Linked DNA regions of Mus musculus: regions 1 and 2 are each linked to region 3. Evidence: chromatin contacts called from public ChIA-PET data. All regions are on one chromosome and are shown on one strand. Each heading gives the region's core, a stretch centred on a gene start, on an enhancer-like site or on the middle of the called end of the contact. The rest is flanking DNA. Distances are from core to core; before and after follow the strand shown.

Region 1 (4,212 bases), core at 113-2,612, 280 kb after region 3:
CTGGGCTTAATCCCCATCTCCCAAACAAAACTGATCAACTAAACAATAATGTATATTCCTTTAGTTTGATACTAAAAATAATTGCTGTTTGTTAATCAATTGTTGAGATTGGTTTAGTTCTAATGTCTATGTATATGAGTTTGAGCATGTACCCACACAGACACACACACACATTTGCTCACACATGTGCATATTCACACATGAACATGCACACACAGACACACACATGGGCTCACACACATGCACGTGTACACACACACACAGTCATGCACATGTGCCCACACACGTGTACACACACAAACACACACACAATACACAGTTTTGATTTGTAAGAGGTGCCCTGTTCGTCCTTCTTCCTTTCTCAACTCCAATACACCAGGTAGACTCACTTCTACCAGGAAGTCCCCAAGCTGTTCCCAATCTGAGGACCCTGTCCAGCCACAAGCAGGATTAGCCCTGCCGGACAACCATGGATCCTGACTGCTTCTCAGCTACTTGGTATCACACCTGTAATGCAGTAGTTTCTGGACAGCAAACAGCAAACCAGGAACTACTAAGGATACAATCCAGTTGGAACTGGAACTCTAACATCTGCAGCCCTAGCTGAAAGGCATAAAGTGAGGGGTACCGTTCCCCAAAAGACCAGAGGAGAAACATCTGGAGATGGAGGAGACTCTTCCACCTAATGCCAGGAATAAGAGGCCCACGTGGGCTTTTAAAAAGAAAAGAAAGATGAGGGGGATTGCCCTGGCTTCACTCTGGACCGATTTTAATGTGAGAACAACAAACGGAGAAAGCCATCCGGCCCACGACTTTGCTCCGACCTGTGTGCTTTGTGGTACAGTTCCTGACTAGCCTACATAAATTTTTTTTAAGCACTGTGTGAAATAATCTTTTAGGCTTACAGTGAAGGAGATGTTGGCTCTCTTCCTCCTGTTCTGGGTCATTCTCTTTCTTACAGGCCTGGCGGAGGCACCCCCACGACAAGAGGAGCTTCTCTGATGGTCGCATGGCTGTCCTTCCCTGTCCCTTGGGATGTTAGGTCTTCTTAGTTATCTCCTCTTCTTTCCGTTACAGTGGGCCAGTGACTTTTCTCTCTTCCTACGTATACTAAAGGTCTACGCCACCCATCAATTTTAACTTCGAAGGGACAAGTAAATAAATCCTATTACAAGATGACTAAAAATCCAGAACAAAATAGCCTACTAGAAGGTAAGCGGGAAGGTGTGTAAGTAAGCAACTCTGTCTCCAAGGAGGGGAGGCAGGAGCTGTGACCTGATGGCTGATGAGGACTAAGCCTTCACAGCGACCACGATGACAATGATGACGGCAGTGTGGTGAGGATGGAGCAGAGCACAGAAGAGGAAGTCACTGAGCACGAGATGAAAGGAGGGAGGCCGCCTCTGAGAGGCAAGACGCTGCACAGGAACTGATATATCTCCGGGGCCCGTGTGAAAGGGCTCTCAAAACACAGGCAGAGCTTGGATGTGGTCCAGCGTCCATGGATTATCTCGGTGGCGCCTGGTAGTGGTAAGCACCTCAGGATTCGGGCCGCGGATGAAAGCGAAGGTTCCAGAGGCACTGGGAGGCAGTAGGGCATTTCTGGAGATGAGCTGTGCAGCAGAGATGAGGGGCTAAGGAGGAAAGGAGGCACCCAGTGATGTGGAGAGACATGGAGGCCGAGTGGAGCAGCCCACAACACATCCACTGATCCTGTTTGTTCTCAGGAAAAGCCTTCTTCTTTTAGATGACCCCAGGAATAGATCAGGGGTGCTGGTACCCTAAGGTCTCCTACACTCCTTGTGGGGTGTTTTCCTGGCTTTCCGATGCTGCACAAACGCACACGGGCATTCCCAGATGCCCTGCAGGTGAGGCTCGGGAGGTGCGTTCCTGCGACTCTCTTGCTGTTCTGCTCGGCTTCTGTACGTCCAGTCCCCAGCACCGCAGAGCAGCTAGAGTGCCCAGGGCCTGGCCGCATGCTCCCTAGGTGCTGTGAGCAGGTGCAGCCACAGTGGGGATCTGTCGTGGGGTCTCAACTGCAAGGGAAGGTCTTGAGACCAGCAGTTCCAGTGGGGACGTCTCCTTGCTGAGCAGTGGCCGCTGCTGAGGCTATGATAGAGTCAGCACCGGTCACTGACCTCCCAAATCCCCAGGCACCTGTATTAAATCCCACTCTTCTGAGATTGTCCTAACTACTGGGCCCACAAGGGGTCTTTCTGAGCTGACTTCCAACTCACAATGAACGTTAATGTCCTGTAGCGTTTTCTAGAGTGGCCGTATCAACAGACGGTTCATGTTCTGAACCAGTCCACTCACCACGAGTGACAGATACGGCATCACCACTCCCCTTTTACCAGTGAGAAAGCTCGCCTGCACACGGTGAATCAGCCATGGAAGGAAGCGGGTTTGTCACATTGCCTCCTAGTAAGTTTGGAGCTTACTCAGGAAAGACCAAGGGCAGGATGGAGACACTGGGATTCCAGGGTTGGACGGCCCTGAGCACAGAGGAGTGAGGAACAAGAGAAGGCTGGGGTGGGTTACAGAGGTGCTTGAAGGAAGGTCGCAGGCTGCACGGCAGAGCCAAGAGGACAAGAGGCAACAAGGACATCTGCTGACAGGACGGATGGGAAGGGCCGGAGCTTATGACTGAGTCTGTTTGGAGAAGAAGCAACTCCTCTCCAAACGTGCACACCCAACGGTGAGAGAGACAGACAGACAGACAGACAGACAGACAGTAGAGAAAGAGAGAGAGATAGACAGACAGACAGACAGACAGGAGAGACAGGAGAGACAGGAGAGAGAGAGAGACAAAGACAGAGAGAGGAGAGAGAGCGAGAGAGAGAGAGAAAGACAGAGAGAGGAGAGAGAGAGACAGACAGAGAGACAGGAGAGAGAGAGAGAAAGACAGAGAGAGGAGAGAGAGGAGACAGAGACAGAGACAGCTGGCTCAGCAGAAGCTCCCTCCTGCAGCGGCTCCTGGGGACCTTATGTCTGCTCCTCCATGGCTCTATTCTTTCTTTAAGAATTAATGTCTGGCCGGGCAGTGTTGGCACATGCCTTTAATTCCAGCACTTGGAGGGTAGAGGCAGGTGGATTTCTGAGTTTGAGGCAAGCCTGGTCTACAGAGTGAGTTCCAGGATAGCCAGGGCTATACAGAAAAACCCTGACTATAATAATAAATAATAATAATAATAATAATAATAGTAGTAGTAGTAGTAGTCTGTAGAAGGGACATCCAGCTCTTTGTGTATGTGGAGTCGGGAAAGGAAGGAACTGAGTTAGGGCATCTACCAGTCCAGGGCACGGCGACAACACTTGAGGTCCTGACAACAGGATCGGATGTCTTGTCTACAGATCATCCTTGTTTGTATCGCTGATACTGGGAACTTGCATGAGAAAGCTGGAGAATTCTTCACTCCTGCCAGGATCAGCACCCTGGAACTGTATGAGAAAGTGCAGGCAAAACCTGCCTTCCCTCCATTCTTCCTTTTTGCCCCAAAGGTTAGCGGCAGATTCAGCAGTCTTCCTCCTGACTGTAATAGATAACATAATGCCGTATTTTCACGAACAGCAAAAACAATTCACATTAGAAGAGGCCCTTCTATCCACCGGGTTAATTTTTTAAGTGGATAAGCAATTAAAGATGCCAAGTAGATTAAAATTGATCCCCTGCATAAAAGTTGTGATCAATAGAAAAGACCATCTGTAAATGTGATTGCATAAATCCCTTTTACGTAAGCCGGCCGTGAGCACGGGCTCCAGGATCGCGCCTTTCATCTCCTCGGGAAGGAAAAGTGTAACAGAGGTCGCGGCCTTCAGAAAATGCCAGAATGTCCGTTTAAAAACTCGATACCACCCCTAGGAGGGAGATAAGTGGGCGGGGATCGGCTTATGCTGCTAATCAAGGAAAACTGAGCGATACTTAAAAAACAAACAACACAAAACAAAAAAAAAGGAAGGTGCTCTAAAAATTCACCTCGCTTCACTCAGCACGCTCCAGTTGGCACCTTACTGGTTTTATGGCCTAGCAACTTGACATATTTGTCCTTCACCTTGACGTGGACATAGCTTAGACATCATCCAACTCCTTCTCCCCTTCTTCCTCCTCTTCCTCCTCCTCCCTCTTCTTCATCCCCTCTTCCCCTCCCTCCTCCTCACTTCAGTGAGACATCTGTTGCAGTTCCCCTGGCCCTCTGAAACTCTAGGTGGCAC
Region 2 (4,268 bases), core at 1,027-3,526, 310 kb after region 3:
AAGGCTCATCCGTGTTGCTATCTGCATCCACAGACAATGGCACAGAGGAACAAGCAGCCCATTCCACTAGTAGGACGGGGAGGCTTAGAAAACAAACTATATGGGACAAGAAAGTCCATAACGGCAATCAACAGTAGTCAAACCAACAGAGACACAGCCAAGCACTTGGGACAGGGAGGACTAAGTGTTTTTTCTATTTAGAGTCACAGTCAGATTTCCACTGTGGAATGAGGTGAGTCTATAATTTCCATTCAGAGAGATGGAGCTGGCATGAGGTCAGTAACTGTTAACTGAGCCTGTGACAGGAGAGACTCGTTGTGGCTGTTCAGACGCAATGGGGCACAGGCGGACTGCAGTGGGTGGCTGGCCTTTCAGATCTAAGAGAAAATGGGTCTGGAAAACACTGTCCACCTGATGCGGGGCATGGGAGATGCCCTCACTTCCACAAATGCCCCTAAGGTTGGCAGCCACCGGTGAAAGGAGGAAAAAAGGGCCCAAAATAAGGGCTGTGCAAGCATTCTACGGGCCTCCCGCAGGAGTGCAGGTTCTCGCCTGAGATTCACAGTCGCGGATCACAACACCCAAGCATCTTGGATCTCCTCTACAGATATCGAGGAAAGCTAAAAGTCAGATTATATCTTGTTTGGTTCGTTTGAGATGACAAAGCTCCATGGATTGTTTTCAAAAGTGGAGAGGACACTAAACGAAGGAGAGAGGATTAAAAGCTCCAGAAAAGGGAGAAGGCAGAACTTGCATAAGCTTCTACCTCGCACTCTGCACCTCGTTCCAAGCATAAGGACCCTCCCTCATGGGGCCAGGCAGAGCCTAGGTGTTACCTGCTGACCAGCCAAACAAGCTTGGAAGGAACTCTAAGGTCTAAAATGTTAGTAAGACCTCACCTGAGACAGCGTCCTCCCCCTCTGCTGAACTTTCCCCTCCCTCCACCGTCCTGGGCCTCTCAAGCCTCCAGATGGCTCTGTGGGCCGGGGCGGCTCCCAGGGCAGCTGAGTTCTTACTGCAGTGCCACCAACTCCTCTGCAGTCCATGGAGTTACTGACTTAAACAGCCAACCAGTTATTTAACCAGTATTCAGACAGGGCTTCACATATTCCAAGCTGGTCTTGGAATCTACTACACACTTGAAGACAGCCTTGGGTTCCCAATCTTCCAGCCTCTGCCTCCCAAAAGCTGAGATGGCAGGTGGGTACTACCACACTGGGCCATCCCAGCTCCCCCAAAGTCTGGCTGTTTGGCTTGGAAGTGACCCCAGGACACAGTTCCTTCCAGGGGAAGCATTTAAACATTCACCCAGACAACTGCTCCCCACTTCCACCCACGACAGTGGCTACTTAGTATGAGAGGGCCACGGGGCCCACGCAGATTTCCCTGGGTGCCAGAGGGAGTTCTGGCCATCCGTCCCTAGGGCAACCCTGGAGAAGTCGAGAACTTCGCATGACACCGTGTGCTGTGAATAAGACTCTCCCGTGGCATGGAACATCCGCAGGGAAAAGCGAGTTTACCTTCCGACTGAACAGCACCTCCAGGAGGCATAAAGGGCTTAAAGGAGAGAACGTGAGAGCTCAAAATAAAAGAAGTCAGCCAGCAAGGGAGTATCCCAGCCTGAAGGACTTCAGGTACCTTCCTGTCCAGCCTCCATGCAAGCCCTAAGGCTGGGAAAGCCCCTGTGGCTACTTGTATGTAGATTCCTGTATTTACCTCATTTGAGAAGGAGTTTATTACTTAAAAAAATAAGCTCCTTCCCAGCACTCGGGAGGCAGAGGCAGGCGGATTTCTGAGTTCGAGGCCAGCCTGGTCGACAAAGTGAATTCCAGGACAGCCAGGGCTACACAGAGAAACCCTGTCTCGAAAAACAAAAACAAAAAACAAAAACAAAACAAAAAACAAAAAAACAAACAAAATAAGCTCCTAACAGTGGGGGTGGGGCTGTCCCTGACTCTTTTGCCTACTTGTAGGACCCTTTTCCTCCTACTGGCTGCCTTGTCCAGCCTAGACGTAATGATATGTGCTAGGTCTTACTGTAATGACTCTGGTGGGTTGATGTCCCTGGGAGACCTGATCTTTTCTGAGGAGAGGCAGAGGTGGGGAGGAAGAGACGGGGAGGCATGGGGTGGGAGGGAGAACTGTGGTTGGGATGTGATATATGAGAAAAGAATAAAAAGAAAGAATTGCAATATTAGACATTCTTAAGCCACAGATACAGCATAGCCCTCTCACCTTACAAACAAGGAAGCTGGCCCAGACAGGCTGAGAGAGTCACTTTGCACCCCAGGCTGTTAAAAGTAGCCCAAGGTTTCCAGGCTGTTAACATGGCCACCTGCCCCACCAGGCACTTTCGGTTTTGGGTAAACGCTGCACACATACACACACATTCTCCAGCTCCAAACTGTGAAAACTCCATTACCATTCCGGTGACCTCTGGAACCCACAGGCAGGACTAGGCTCCCATCCTCTCTGGACTCTTCCTGCTCCCCATGCCCTTCCCACGGCCTAGGAGAAGCTCCTCTACCAGCCACTGACCTCACCCTTCTCCTTGCTAATTTGAATACTCTTCGGGGAGTGTTAGCATTTTGTCTAAACTGAAAATGATGAATGACTTCTTGTGCAACGCAGAAAGTATGTGGCTTTGGGCTCTCCAAGTGACGGAATACCCTCCATGCAGAAACAGACCTCTCTGTCCCCGAGGTGTGCCCGCGTATAAGAACCTGGTAAGGGGCAGGTGAGAACCATGAAGCTCTTGCTCCAAAACAGGTGTTTTATTTGAAAGAAAAACAAAGGTTGTAAATAAGCCTTAAAACAAACTCAGGAAAGAGGAAGTGAGGAGAGGCGACCTAACAAACAGGGGAAATAGCTGCTTCATTACCCAACACGATATTACAGTTATTTTTTCTTTACACATTTACAGGGTTTTAATACAATGCATTTGTAAACCCACCCACTGCTCAGCCTCTGTCTCCATACTACGTGGACACAGGTGAGTGAGTGGTCACACCTCCGAGAACACACTCGTGAACACGCCATTCTAAACCTGTCTAAACTGTTCCTAATTAGGACTCGTGTTAACCCCTAAACCAACGTTTGAGAAGTTTTTCTTATCACATGTGTCTGACTGCACCAGACCTGTAGACCTACTCACAGCCTCCCCTGGCTGTAGGCTCACAGCCTTCTCGGGGAGTAGTCTTAGGCTCGCCACCCAGTGATGTGTCCACCTAGGACCAGAAGTACAACCGGATCTCATGCTGGTCAGAAATCATGTTAAGCATTAAAGAAAAACTCTAAATATTCCGAGTCTTGCTTTTTCTCAGTTTCCACATCAATGGCTGGCTGTGTGTACTCTCCAAGAAAGGAATGCGATCATCTTGGTTACAGACAAACAGATTAAACGACTGCCGACCAACCTTCCACCTTCACACCACATGCCCTCCCTGCAAAGGGCCGAGCACACAGCTACCTTTCCTAGTGGCATGAACAGGCACCGACGAACCTGACATTTTCACAACTCATGGGAAGTCATGAGATCTGGCCTGGGCCCCAGTAGCCAAACATCCCTGGCTGACTTGCCAGGACATAGCCAGATGTCTAGTGAGCATATCCGGGTTGGCCCAGGTCAGGTCATGGCTCTGTTACTATGGGCTAACTTGTCTGTACCCTATAGACTCCAGATAAAACACTTCCAGCCACCAGAGGGGTTCAGGTCACTTGTAAATGGCAGCCGCCTCTATAGCTTCTTTCTCTAAGATGAGCGTGAGCTACAAGGATGAGGTTTTAACCACGTCCTCCAGATTGATTCCCTTATTGGCTGTTTCTCTTTATTAAAGATTTATTTATTCCATGTGATTACACTGTCGCAGTCTTCAGACACACCAGAAGGTGGCATCGGATCCCATTATAGATGGTTGTGAGCCACCATGTGGTTGCTGGGAATTGAACTCAGGACCTCTGGAAGAGCAGTCAGTGCTCTTAACCTCTGAGCCATCTCTCCAGCCCTTGGCTGTTTCTCTCTCTCTCTTTTTTTTTTTCTTTCTTTTTACTTCTTTCTTTGCTTCATATGAGACAGGCTAGCCTTAAACTCACCATGTAACTGTGATCCTGAACTACCTGCACTGTGGTTACAGGTGTGTGAGGCCACATCAGGTTTATACAGTTCTGATAATTAGGTACAAGCACCTCACCCCACTAACTGGTACCTGTGTCCTGCTGGAGCTCACAAGGTATTAATTGAGTGGCTGAGCTTTAAATAAAACCAAGCA
Region 3 (4,764 bases), core at 1,759-4,258:
CTAATGAGCGATCCAACCTTTTATTCTTTTTAATCCAGGAGAATAAATTTAACACCATTGAAAACAGACACTGTGCCAAATCCACAGCCCAATAGCGGGACCGCCCCCTCCACAGAAGAGGTCCAGCCAGGTAAGGGAGGGTTTAGAGATGTATTCTTCTGGAAGCTAACACACACCTGACTTTAGGTCAGCTCTCGGAAGGCCAGACTGTCTTTTTGGGACCGTCCTTTGGACAAACGTAGGAAAGTAACCCTGTGCACTGAGCAGTCGTGGTTTCTGGAGGGATGGGTCTCCCCACTTCATGACAGCTTGTGTTTGGGGCAGATGATTAGTGTTGTAGAGGGATTAATAGCATCCCTGATGCCACCTATTTATTTATTTGTTTATTTTAAATGCTGGTGTTCGTGTATGTCTGTATGAGGGTTTCAGATCCCCTGGAAATGGAATTACAGACAGTTGTGAACTGCCATGAATTGAACTCAGGACCTTTGGAAGAACAGCCACTTCTTACACACTGATGCTACCTACCTCTTACCCTGTCACATCCTCAGTGTCGCAGACGTCTGTCTCTTGACACGAGAACCAGCTGTGTAGATCCATTATTCCTCCTAGCTGTAGTCAGCGTCTCACTGGGCCACTTGTGCCTTTTTTTTTTTAATGTGTGTGTGTGTGTTTTTTTTAAAGATTTATTTATTTATTATATGTAAGTACACTGTAGCTGTCTTCAGACACACCAGAAGAGGGCATCAGATCTCATTACGGGTGGTTGTGAGCCACCATGTGGTTGCTGGGATTTGAACTCAGGACCTTTGGAAGAGCAGTCAGTGTTCTTAACCGCCGAGCCATCTCTCCAGCCCCACTTGCCTCCTTATTTCATGTCACCCTGACTCACAGAAGCCCTCCCTGCTTGCTAACCTTAAGTCTGTCAATGTTTCAGAGGCTCCTGGGGAGCCACCGGAGGAGCCTCCTGAACTGAAGAGACCCAGGCTTGAGGAACGTGAAGGAGATGCCCAAAACCTGGCCCCTGATGACTCTTCCAAGACTGTCTGAGCCTGCTATGCACCTGCGTGCAGAGGAGGCAAGGCCAAAGCTCGAAGGCTGGTGATGGTGGCCAAATAAACACTCATGAATTGGTTCACATAGAAAAAGTGTGTGTGCTGACTTCGCTGTAGCAGCCTGCATGCCCTTGTTCAGTCACCCCTTCCCATGGGTCTCTGCGTATTATGCTAGGCAAAGGCCTCTTTTGGATGAGTTTCTGAGACTGGGAAACCTGCTCTGCACCCTAATCCCTTCACTTGACAGACTTTACACTCTTGGTAGAGAGGAGGGCTAGGAGAAGACAGGGGCCATCTGTCCTACAAATGAGAAATTCAAGTGAGAGCATGCAGTGCTTCCAATGGCCACTGGAGGTCACTGTGCCCACTGACTCCGCTCAGAGGGCTTGATGGTTGGCTGCCTTGCTTGACCCTCCGTCTGAGCCTGCCCTTGTCTAGAGTTGTGGATCTGGTGGCAGCACCTTTGGATCACAGTGGGATGGGCTCAGAAAACAAGATAACATCAGTTCCTGTGTGGATTTGTGTTTCACTCGTTCAGAGTCAGGTACTGTGGGTGAGCCAGGCACAGCACACTCTTCAGGGCAACCAGCATTGAGAGCTTGCTACCCTTAGGGGAGCTGCGCGGTAACTGGAGGACACCCCACTGAAGGGCAAGTGGGATCTTTGGCCTCCGTAACTCCATAACACATCCAGATGTAACTACCCGAGGGACTCCACAGAACTGTTGATAAGGGTGTACACAGACCTGGGTAGGTTGGTAGTGAACAGGCGGCTGCTGCAGGCTCTGCTCCTGCCTGGACGGGGGCTGGGGAGGGGTGAATTCAGCCCTCAGCAGCTGGAGCAGTTCCAAAGCGCCATGCTTGCTTGCACCAGATGGCTTGCTCAGACTTGAGGAATTTTAAAATTTAAGAATATTTGCTATGCATGAGTGTTTTGCCTGCATGTATGTATGTGGATCACATGGGTGCCCAGGAAGGCTAGAAAAGGGTGTCTGATCTCCTGGAACAGGAATTACAGGTGGTGATGAGCTGCCTTGGGGGAAACTGGGAACTAAACTTGGGACCCTCTGCAGAGGCAGTGGGTACCATTAACCTCCAGGGATTTAACCCTTAATTGCATCTAAAAACTCTCCAACTCAACCTCCCAAATTAGCTACCAACTCGGGCCAGTGCTGGGAACTGAGCAAGTGCGCGAGGTTCAGTGAGGTAAACCAGCCTGGACCAGAGAGCAGATGGTAGCCTGAGTCCGGCTGGTTGGCCTCCTGGGTCACCTTGAGTAGAATCCCCACATCCCGATGCCCCTTGGAGCATACATACGACCCAAAGCACTTGTAGGTCAATCTGTGCCTGCTGCTGATTCTCACACAGCAGGCCCTTCCCTCCGCAGCCCCTCGCAGCTGCCTGCACTTCTATTGGCCTTTTTTTCCAGGCTAAACATCCTTGGGGAGAGGGGACCTTCAGACTTTCCAGCTCCCCATCCTGGGTGGAGGGAACTGTCTCTGCAGCCCAAGAGACACCATGGAGCCAGGAGAGGCCCATTTGTTCTTCTCTCAGGGAGGAGGAGCCTGGAGGCCGGCTATGGAGGGGTGCTGTTTCCTAGCTTGCTCAGCTTGCTTTTTTATAAAACCCAGGAACACCAGCCCAGGGATGGCATTGTAGCCGCCAGTGGCCACGGGCTCCTGGGTTCCTAAAAGGAAAGCTGTGGATGGATGGGAAGGACAGCGAGACAAAGTTCTCTGATCAAGGCTCAATATTTACTTTTGAGTCTGAACTCAAAAAGGGGGGAAACCCATCCCCCATATGCCAGGATCTTGTTCCCTTGTCAGGATCTCGGCAGGGCAGCCAGCTGAGGCTGCTCTGCAGGTAGTGGCTTCTTGCAGGAAGCTGCAGGTGTGGCAGACAATAGACTTTAGCTAGGTCGGAAGACTCCACCCCGGCTGTGGCAAACACAAGGTCTGAATCAGCCCACTCAAGGTTGGGGGAGGGCACGTGACATCACCCACAAAGAGCTGGGCCCACCTGCATTGCTCACTAAAAAGATGCCCTACAGCTGGATCTCATGGAGGCATTTTTTGTTTGTTTGTTTGTTTGTTTGTTTGTTTTCCGAGACAGGTTTTCTCTGTGTAGCCCTGGCTGTCCTGGCACTCACTTTGTAGACCAGGCTGGCCTCGAACTCAGAAATCCGCCTGCCTCTGCCTCCCGAGTGCTGGGATTAAAGGCGTGTGCCACCACGCCCGGCTTCATGGAGACATTTTTAAAATTGAGGCTTGCTCCTCTTAGATGACTCTTGTCAAGTTGACATAAACCCAGCCCGCACAGGGGCACAGAGAGGTGAGGTGCAGCTGGCTGCTCAGTGCTCAATGTCACACCTTTCTGGTTGGCTCAGCCTAAGTCACAGCTGGGTATGTGGTTTCCACAGCAGTCTGAGAACTTACTCCTGGGGCCTCTGCGTTCCCAGGGTCTCCTTTTATTTCTCCAGCCAGAGCTGGGTCCTCCCTCTCTTCTTGCACACATGTACTTACAAATGTACCCCCCCCCCCAAATCACACCAATCTGTTAGAAATGCCGATGTAAGTTTTAATAAAATATCAGGACATAGGTCATGTATAAATATGCCCGATAAAAAAAGATGAGTTTATTTTTAAAATCACAGAGCTTTCAACAACAGTTCAGACAAAAGCGTTATAAGAGCTCCTAATGTCCCATGGGCTTCTGCCAGCTTCCCTAGTTGAAAGAAGACAGCAAAGAAGCCATTTTTAATCTTTGTATTATTATTATGGTTTTATTATTATTATGGTTTATTATTATTATTGGAGGTTTTTTTGAGGTGGGATATTTCTATGTCATCCCAGTTGTCCTTGAACTGACAAAGACCCCCCCCCCCCCGCTTCTGCCTCTTGAGCGGTGGTATTAACAACGTGTTCCACAGTGCCGGGCAAGACGCCATTTTTTTAAGCCCTTCTATGGTGGTTATATTGATTTTTTTTGTTGTTTTTTAAGATTTATTTATTATTATTATATCTAAGTACACTGCTACAGTCCCTAATGAGATCTGACTTCGGACACACCAGAAGAGGGCGTCAGATCTCATTACGGAGGGTTGTGAGCCACCATGTGGTTGCTGGGATTTGAACTCAGGACCTTCAGAAGAGCAGTCAGTGCTCTTACCCGCGGAGCCATCTCGCCAGCCCGATGTTGATTGTTACTTGACAGGATCTTGGACACAAACCTTTGGCGTGTCTGTGAGGGGCTTGGGGGAATTCCATTTATTGAGGTGGGAAAGGGCCCCCTAACATGGGCAACACCATTCTGTGGGCTTGGGGTCTTGAACTGAATCAAAAGGAGAAAAAGGGGGTCAAGAGAGAAGGCTCAATGGGTTACCCCAACCCCGCCGACCTGAGTTTGATCCTCAGCACCTCCCTGGATCCCACGGATGAAAACAATACAAACACAAATGAACAAGCAGTGGAGAGGACCAGGTTCCCAGCCGTGCCTCTCCCTGTCCATCGGTCAGTTGCCCGAGTTATGTTCTACAGCAAGCGAGTCTGCTTTCACTTTAACCCTTTCCCTGAGAAAGCATTCAGTGACCATGAATTGCACCATCCGCATGAGGTCTGCCCAGGGTGGGCACCAAGGCCTCCGACCAGCTGTCACCCAGATGCCCTTCTGATGATGCTTTTAAATTAAACATTTAGGGTACATTTTTCTTT

Evidence for each region. ChIA-PET counts read pairs in DNA pulled down with a chosen protein or histone mark.
Region 1: an RNA polymerase II ChIA-PET map of memory CD8 T cells shows a contact between it and region 3, with 18 read pairs. The contact joins two enhancer-like sites. A contact is called at or near these places in 2 of 115 datasets of contacts at active chromatin or transcription factors (memory CD8 T cells and pancreatic cancer cells) and 1 of 9 other capture datasets (embryonic stem cells).
Region 2: a contact with region 3 is called in an RNA polymerase II ChIA-PET map of memory CD8 T cells, with 6 read pairs. The contact joins two enhancer-like sites. A contact is called at or near these places in 5 of 115 datasets of contacts at active chromatin or transcription factors (the HPC-7 cell line, the NIH/3T3 cell line, embryonic stem cells and 2 more) and 1 of 9 other capture datasets (embryonic stem cells).

Annotation. Positions count from the first base shown.
Region 1 is chr16:94,184,214-94,188,425 of GRCm38.p6, forward strand. The region is part of intron 6 of Hlcs (holocarboxylase synthetase (biotin- [propriony-Coenzyme A-carboxylase (ATP-hydrolysing)] ligase)); the gene reads right to left. Among named protein-coding and RNA genes, the nearest start is that of Sim2, 100 kb to the left of the region's middle. Within about 2 kb of position 1,363, at least 57 of the 459 cell types and tissues checked have an H3K27ac peak or open chromatin away from gene starts, as enhancers often do. A contact at or near this core is called in memory CD8 T cells, where this site is marked.
Region 2 is chr16:94,220,620-94,224,887 of GRCm38.p6, forward strand. The region is part of intron 6 of Hlcs (holocarboxylase synthetase (biotin- [propriony-Coenzyme A-carboxylase (ATP-hydrolysing)] ligase)); the gene reads right to left. Among named protein-coding and RNA genes, the nearest start is that of Hlcs, 68 kb to the right of the region's middle. Within about 2 kb of position 2,277, at least 99 of the 459 cell types and tissues checked have an H3K27ac peak or open chromatin away from gene starts, as enhancers often do. A contact at or near this core is called in memory CD8 T cells, where this site is marked.
Region 3 is chr16:93,904,968-93,909,731 of GRCm38.p6, forward strand. It overlaps Chaf1b (chromatin assembly factor 1, subunit B (p60)), which reads left to right. Exons shown (of 14, transcript NM_028083.4): 13 at 39-130; 14 at 938-1,139. The coding sequence ends at 1,050. Among named protein-coding and RNA genes, the nearest start is that of Gm31012, 22 kb to the right of the region's middle. Within about 2 kb of position 3,009, at least 63 of the 459 cell types and tissues checked have an H3K27ac peak or open chromatin away from gene starts, as enhancers often do. A contact at or near this core is called in memory CD8 T cells, where this site is marked.